2 separate regions of the Sus scrofa genome follow, and region 2 is linked to region 1. The links are chromatin contacts, called in public promoter capture Hi-C maps. All regions are on one chromosome and are shown on one strand. Each heading gives the region's core, a stretch centred on a gene start, on an enhancer-like site or on the middle of the called end of the contact. The rest is flanking DNA. Distances are from core to core; before and after follow the strand shown.

The links. Promoter capture Hi-C pulls out the DNA fragments that hold promoters and counts their contacts.
Region 2: a promoter capture Hi-C map of fetal liver shows a contact between it and region 1, with 2.2 times the contacts expected there. The contact joins the promoter of CYTH4 here to the promoter of ELFN2 in region 1. A contact is called at or near these places in 2 of 5 promoter capture datasets (fetal liver and liver) and 14 of 47 Hi-C or Micro-C datasets (alveolar macrophages, blood, embryonic fibroblasts and 8 more).

What each region holds. Positions count from the first base shown.
Region 1 is chr5:10,364,074-10,367,457 of Sscrofa11.1, forward strand. ELFN2 (protein phosphatase 1 regulatory subunit 29) reads left to right here and starts at 1,694. Exons shown (of 4, transcript XM_021091522.1): 1 at 1,694-2,012.
Region 2 is chr5:10,520,024-10,523,407 of Sscrofa11.1, forward strand. CYTH4 (cytohesin 4) reads right to left here and starts at 1,560. Exons shown (of 13, transcript NM_001144121.1): 1 at 1,542-1,560. The coding sequence starts at 1,560.

The DNA.
Region 1 (3,384 bases), core at 444-2,943:
ACGAGTGGCTCAGCCCCTCCAAGCCTCAGTTTCCCGATTTGTTAAGTGGGCGTAGACCTTATATTCACCAAGGGATCCACATCACCAGTCACGTGGCCCCTGACCTGCAGCTATGACGGGGACACCACGGCGCCTCTGTGCCCTGCTCCCCCGCCCATGACCCAGACCCATCATGAGAAAACTTCAGACACACCCGAAATGGGGCACCTGCTACAAAATACCTGATCGGTACCCTCTGACCCTGTCAAGGTCAAGAAGAACAAGGAAAGAATGAGGGACCGTCACAGAGCAGAGGAGGCTAAGGAGCACCATGACGAAGCGCAGTGTGGGATCCTGGAACAGAAAAAAAGCGCTAGTGGAAAATGGGGAAGAGCGAATGACATGGAGAGATTCGTCCATTGTGCTAGACCTGTGCTCATGCCTTAATTTGGACGAATGGATTGTGGCTGTGCGAGATGCGAACATCAAGGTGAGCTGGGCGAAGGGTGTCCGGCAACTCCCTGTGCTCTGTTTGCACGTGTTTCTAGAAATCTAAAATGATTCCACAATCATAATCTAAAATTATTTCCAAAACAAAATGAAAAAACAGTCCACAAACCAGCACGGCTGCTATTGCTGTGCCCCTGGACCACTCTCCTGCCGACAGGCCCTCCTCTGGCTACAGGGTGGGGGTCCCTGCCCCAGCCTGGGCCGTTAATCTGCCCTTGTCCCCCGGGCCACAGCGATTGGTTCAAGGCTGAAGCATGTGACCCACCCTGGGCCAATGAGAGTCCTTCCCTAGAATTATTCAGATTGGGATTGGATGACAATCTCTTCCCAGGCTCCCCATGAATCCCTGCGTAGGGCTGTAAGCCTGGGGGATCCTGGTTGCACTGAGGGGGGACAGTCGCCCTAAAGAACTAAGCCGCTGAGAGAGAGAGAGAGAGGGAGAGAGAGAGAGAATGAGAATGCTGATGGCGTTCAATATGGCTTCCTTCTTCTCAGTCTTCCTCGGGCTGACCCTTCCTGCCCTGCCTGGTATGAAAGCTAAAATATCCTCTTTTGAGTTTTAAGCCAGTTCAAGCCAGTTTCTGGAGTTCCCGCTGTGCCTCCGTGGGTTAAGAACCCGACATTATCTCTGTGAGGACTTGGGTTCAATCCCTGGTCTCACTCAGTGGCTTAAGGATCTGGCATGGGTTGCAGATGCAGCACAAATCTGGTGTGGCTGTGGCTGTGGCATAGGCCTCAGCTACAGCTCCGGTTCAACGCCTGGCCCAGGAGCTTCTATATGCTGCGGATGTGACTGGAAAAAAGAAATGGATTTCTGTCACTTGCAACCAACAAGTCCTAACATAATGTCCTCTCCAGTCGTTGTGATAATTTGATGGCATTTACATAACCTGGCACATGGCAGTCACCCTGTAAATAGGGAGGGCTGTTGTGTTCTTCTTCCGGGGGTCTGGGGCCTGCTGTGAACTCCAGCCTGCTGGGCCGTGGTCCTGATGCCTGCTCTGCTCCCCTCCTGGATTTCATGTACGCTGTTGGCTGTCCTCCTTCAGACTCACCTGGTTTCACACGCCCTCCCCGCTCCGGGCTCTGCTCCCCGGCCTCCTCCTCTGGGTGCTGGGAACTCAGTTTGCAGCCGCGATTGGGCCCTGCTCTGGGAAAGGCAGGAGGGAGGAGGAACCGGAACTCAGCCTCTGGCAGAAAATTTCCTTCTCAGAAGTGAGGGGGTGGAATATTCCAACACGGGCCCAGCCAGACCCAGGGAAATCAAGGGGTAGTTGAGTGTTTGAATGCCAGGGTTAGTCTAGTGCTTGTTCTGAGCATGAAATGGAGGAACTGCGGAGACTGGAGTTCCTCGGGCCCCAAGTGTGAGGCGGGCGGGGAGCAGGAGTTGTGAGTGGAGGTTTCAGAGAAACCGCAGGCAGAGCAATCAGAAGGCTGTGAGTGAGAAAGGGCAGAAGGCGCTCTTTTATCTCAGGTCTGGGCTGTGGGCCAGGAAGGCAGAGACACCACCAGGGAAATCCAGGGTGAGTACCGAGGGCAGGCGGCCACCTTGCCCTGGAGCTGGGCTGGGAAGGACCTTGCTCGGCCCGAGGAGGGATGAGGCAGGTTGCCTTCCTGAGCCTTGTTGCCCTGTGCCATGCTGGCCATTTCATGCCTCTATGCCTTGTGCCTTCCAGGTGCCCTGCCTACGTGCCCCTCTGCACCTGTCGACCTGACAGGTAGCTGGAGCATCCCTCTCTCTTTATTTCTTGCAGTAATTTCATTTTTAAAATTTCAATACAATTTTAAAGATTGCTTTCCATTTACAGTTATTACCAAACATTGGCTGCCTTCCCCGCGTTGTAAATACATCCTTGAGCCTGTCTCAGACCCAAAGGTTTGTACCCCCCTCCCCCACCTCTGCATAGCCCCTCCCCCCTCCCCACTGGTAACCACTAGTTTATTCTCTATGCCTGTGGGCGTGCTGCTTTTTTTGTTATATTCACTCGTTTGTTGTATTTTAAAATTTATTTTATTTTTATTCATTCTTTTTTGGCTGCCCCTCAGCCTATGGAGTTCCTGGGCCAGGGATCAGATCCGAGCCGCAGTTGTGATCTATGCTGCAGCTGTGGCAATGCCGGATCCGTAACCCACTATCCCGGGCCGGGGATTGAACCTGTGTCCTGGAGCTGCAGACATGCCGCTGATCCCATTGCTACAGCGAAAACTCCTGTTATATCTTTTTAGATTGGAGCATCTCTTCATGTGTAAAGTTTCCCCTTCTGCCCAGTGCCAACGCCCCCTGCCTCTGCCGCCGCCGCTGCCCCCTCTCCAGGGCAGAACTGAATTCACTTGCCTTTCTGCCCCCATACATTTTCTTTTCTCATTTGCCTCCTCTTCCTTCATTCTTGGGCATGACCTTGATCATTTTCTTCAACAAATATTTTTGGAGTGCCTGCTTCGTGCCAGATCCTGAGCACACCGAGGTGAATGGTGAATGGAATGGACCCCGCCCTTGCCTTGTGCTGGTGAAGGGGTGAGAAGGGACTGGGTTTAGGGCACCTTTTGGAGGCAGAGCTGATAGGAGTGGTTGCTGGGTCAGCTCTGCGGGGAGCCCAGGAGGCATCAGGTGACCTCTGGGTTCGGGACCTGAGTCACTTGGAAGCAGCCCCACACCCGCCATCCCCCAAGAGCCTGGAGGACACACGGCTAGTCGCTCACTCACCCACCCTCACGCCTGGATTCTAGACTGCAAGGTCATTGGGCATGACGCCAATGTGCTTGGAACGGCGAGCTAGATGGGGGCTAAGAATGGGGCGACTGGCCTAAAACATCCCAAGAATCCTGTGGCCACAGCATGGTCCCCTCAGCAGGAAAAACTGGGTGAGCTGCAATGTCGCCTCTTCCTGGCTGTGT
Region 2 (3,384 bases), core at 310-2,809, 160 kb after region 1:
GAAGACCCCCCCCAGCAAAGAACCAAGTAAGAGTGGTAGCCAGTCAGGCAGTGTTGGCTGGCGAGGGGGAAGGGGACTTCACAGTCTCTTGTCACCCTTGTGTCAGCTGTGTGACCTTGAGCCAGGCACTGCTCCTCCTGGGTCTCCTCTTGTCCCCCAGTTGCCACCTGCGGTGTGTTCACCAAGCCCCTACAGTCTGTGAGCCACCTGCCTCCCAAAGCCCGCAGGGGAAGCTCAGGGTTTGGGGAGAAAGGGTGGGGAGGGGAGCCAGGAGGTGGGGAGGGGTCCTGCCCCAGCAGGACGGTGTCCCTCTCTTGGCCTCCTTTGTTCCATCTGTAAATGGGGGTTGTTGAAACTAATGCCTGCTTCTCTAGCTGTGTTCCCCTGAAACCCTGGGGTGAGGGGAGGCCCAGTGGGCGGGGTCGGACTGCCTTGTATGAGGGTTCTTTTGTTCCCAGACTAGGAGTCGAACCGGAGCTGCAGATGCCAGTCTACACGACAGCCACAGTAACACCAGATCTAAGCCACGCCTGCAACCTGCACCTCAGCTCACGACAACGCCAGATCCTTAACCCCCTGAGTGAGGCCAGGGGTCGAACCCACATCCTCACGGATACTAGTCAGGTTTGTTGCTGCTGAGCCACAACGGGAACTCCTGTGTGAGGTTTTGTTTGAAGGTAGGGTTCTGCTGCACATTATCTGGACCTGGGGAACCGAACTGCTCCAGGCAGCCCTTGTCCTCAGGAATTCCAGGCCATGCTGGAATATTCTGAGAAGGACTTGGGCCCTCTTCTCTCCTCCTCACGGAAACACAACGGAGTCCCGTCCGCCCCTGTACCCACTCTGCAGCCTCCTTTCCTTCCCCTCCAGACACATGGTCCTGCTGACCGGGCAGGGGCCCGGCCACGGTCCCCGGCTGCTCATTCCTGGGCCCCTCCACTGGCAATCAGTGGTGTCCTCAGCCGCCCCAGAGGCCACCGTCCCCCACCAGAGGCCAAACTGGGGCTGCAGGGTGCTTTTGCCACCCGGACACTTATCATCCTCACGGATGTCACCGTCTTTGACACAAGCTATCTTTCGCGTCCCACCTCCGGACCTTTGCACTGGCTATTCCTTCGTCTGGAATATTCTTTCCCCAGAAACCCACACGGATCCTTTCCTCCCTCCTTCAAGCCTCGGCTCAAACAGTGTCTCCTCTTGAGGTCTTCTCGGCCACCTGTCCCATCTTCCTCATCTCACCGTGCCGCTCATCCGGCTTGTCACCTCCCGACCAAGCACACGCACACTCGCACTGTCTGTCTTCCCCCTAGAACATAATAAGCTCCTGAGGGTGAGGGGAGCCCCCGCTTCGTTCGCTGGACTCCCGGCCCCTGGAACACAGCTTGGCACCAAGCCCGAGCGCCTAGACCTCTGTTTTCTGCTCCTGCCTGTCCCATCTGGCTTATATCTATGTACACACTGATTGCTGTGAGGCCAGCACCGTTATCCCCATTCTACAGAACAGGAAACTGAGGCCCAGACAGGTCGGCCCAGACGCTTACCTGGGTGGCACAAGTCCATTCTGAAGCCCCCCCGGGGAAGGGCGGCCCGGGCTCCAGGGGCCTGCTGACCCAGCTGCAGCTCGGCTGCTCAGGCAGAGATGTGTCACCTCAGCTAGAGCAGGCCCCTTCCCGTCCGCCCGCCCCGCCCAGCCCCTGTGTGGGGAGGAAGTCCTGTCCTGCCTGGGTTCTGGGGCTCTGGGGCTCTGGTACGTAGGCTCTTGACGTAACAGCACTTCCTAAAACCAGTTCTGCGTACTGGGGACTCTTTGCATGTTGGGGGTGGACGAGGGAGGGATAGAAGGACACGGGGGGCGGGGGATAAAAAGAGAAAGATGGTGCGACAGAGAGAAACATGCAGACACACCCCCCCGAGGAAGATGCTTATTAGAGCACAGATCCTTCTCCAGCGGGACCATGGGCACTTACTCAGCAACCTCCCTGCCCTTCAGCTGAAGGGTCACTCCACTTGAACAGTCCAAGCGGAGCCCCCTAGGTCCCACCCCACAAGCTCTCTTTCATCAACCCTCCCTTGATCAAGGAAAAATTAATCCAGTGCTAGCAAAGGCTCTGCCTCCCCTCAATGAAATGCTTGGCTTTTGCCTGTCTAGTGATTGGTCAGGCCAGATGTTCAGTTTCCCTTTTCCCCCAGGTTGCTGGGAAGCTCAGTCAAATCCAAAGTGCCTTGACGACTGTTCTGTTGTAACAGACAGACGTTGAGGCCAGACAGCAGGGTGATTCAGCTCTGCCACTCAGGGCCTGGGTGAACTTGGGTGAGTCACTTATTGGCAATGAGCCTCAGTTTGCTTACCTGTAAAAGCTGAATACTAATTCTCACCTCGGGGTTATGAAAAACATGGGGGACATAATGCATGTAAGATGCATGAATAGTCAATAAACACTATCTTCTTTCTCTTTTAGGTTTCAATTTTCTTTGGGGGTTAAAATTTACAATTCGACTGCTTGTGTCTTTTTTTAATTTTTTTTGGCAAGCTGATTCAAATCCTTGGTGGAAAAAAGTACAGTGTGAAGAAATATTTATAGGGGTTCCCTTGTGGCCTAAGGATTCGATGTTTTCACTGCTGTGCCTCAGGTTCTATCCTTGGCCTGGGAATTTCTGCATGCCGTGGGCATAGCCAAAAATGAATAAATACTTCAAAAGAAGAAATATCTAGGAGGTCCTATTGTGGCTTAATGGTAAAGAACCCGAACAGTGTGCATGAGGATTTGGGTTCAATCCCTGGCCTCGCTCAGTGGGTTAAGGATCTGGCCTTGCCAGGAGCTGTGGTGTAGGTCACAGAAACGGCTTGGATCCCAGGTTTTTGTGGCTCTGGCTCAGATCTTGCGTGGCTGTGGCTCTGGCGTAGGCCGGAGGCTACAGCTCCGATTTGACCCCTAGCCTGGGAACTTCCATGTGCTGCAGGTGCGGCCCTAAAAAGACGAAAAAAAGAAAAAAGAAAAAGAAACATCTATAAATTCACTGCTCCTTCCTTGTCACTTTGTGGCACATATTGTGTATTCATCTGTTTTCCCACCAGTCTCAAAGCCCAGGAGGACAAGGGCCCTCTGTGTCCTGTGCTTGGTAAATGCTGGGGGCCCATGCGGGTGTATGAATGTGCAATAAATGAACGAATGGACGAACGAATGAATGAAGGGCACCCAGGGGAGGGGGTGAGGTTGATGCAAGAGCTGGCTACAACGGCCCCCCGTCCCGGTATCCACACCCCTCTGCCCTGTGATGCAGTCGCTCTTCTTATGGAGAGGTGGCATCTATTTCTCTTCCCCTTGCGTCTGGACTGGGCTGTGTCTTTCCCTGATGGCTAGAACGTGGCAGAAGTGAGGTTAC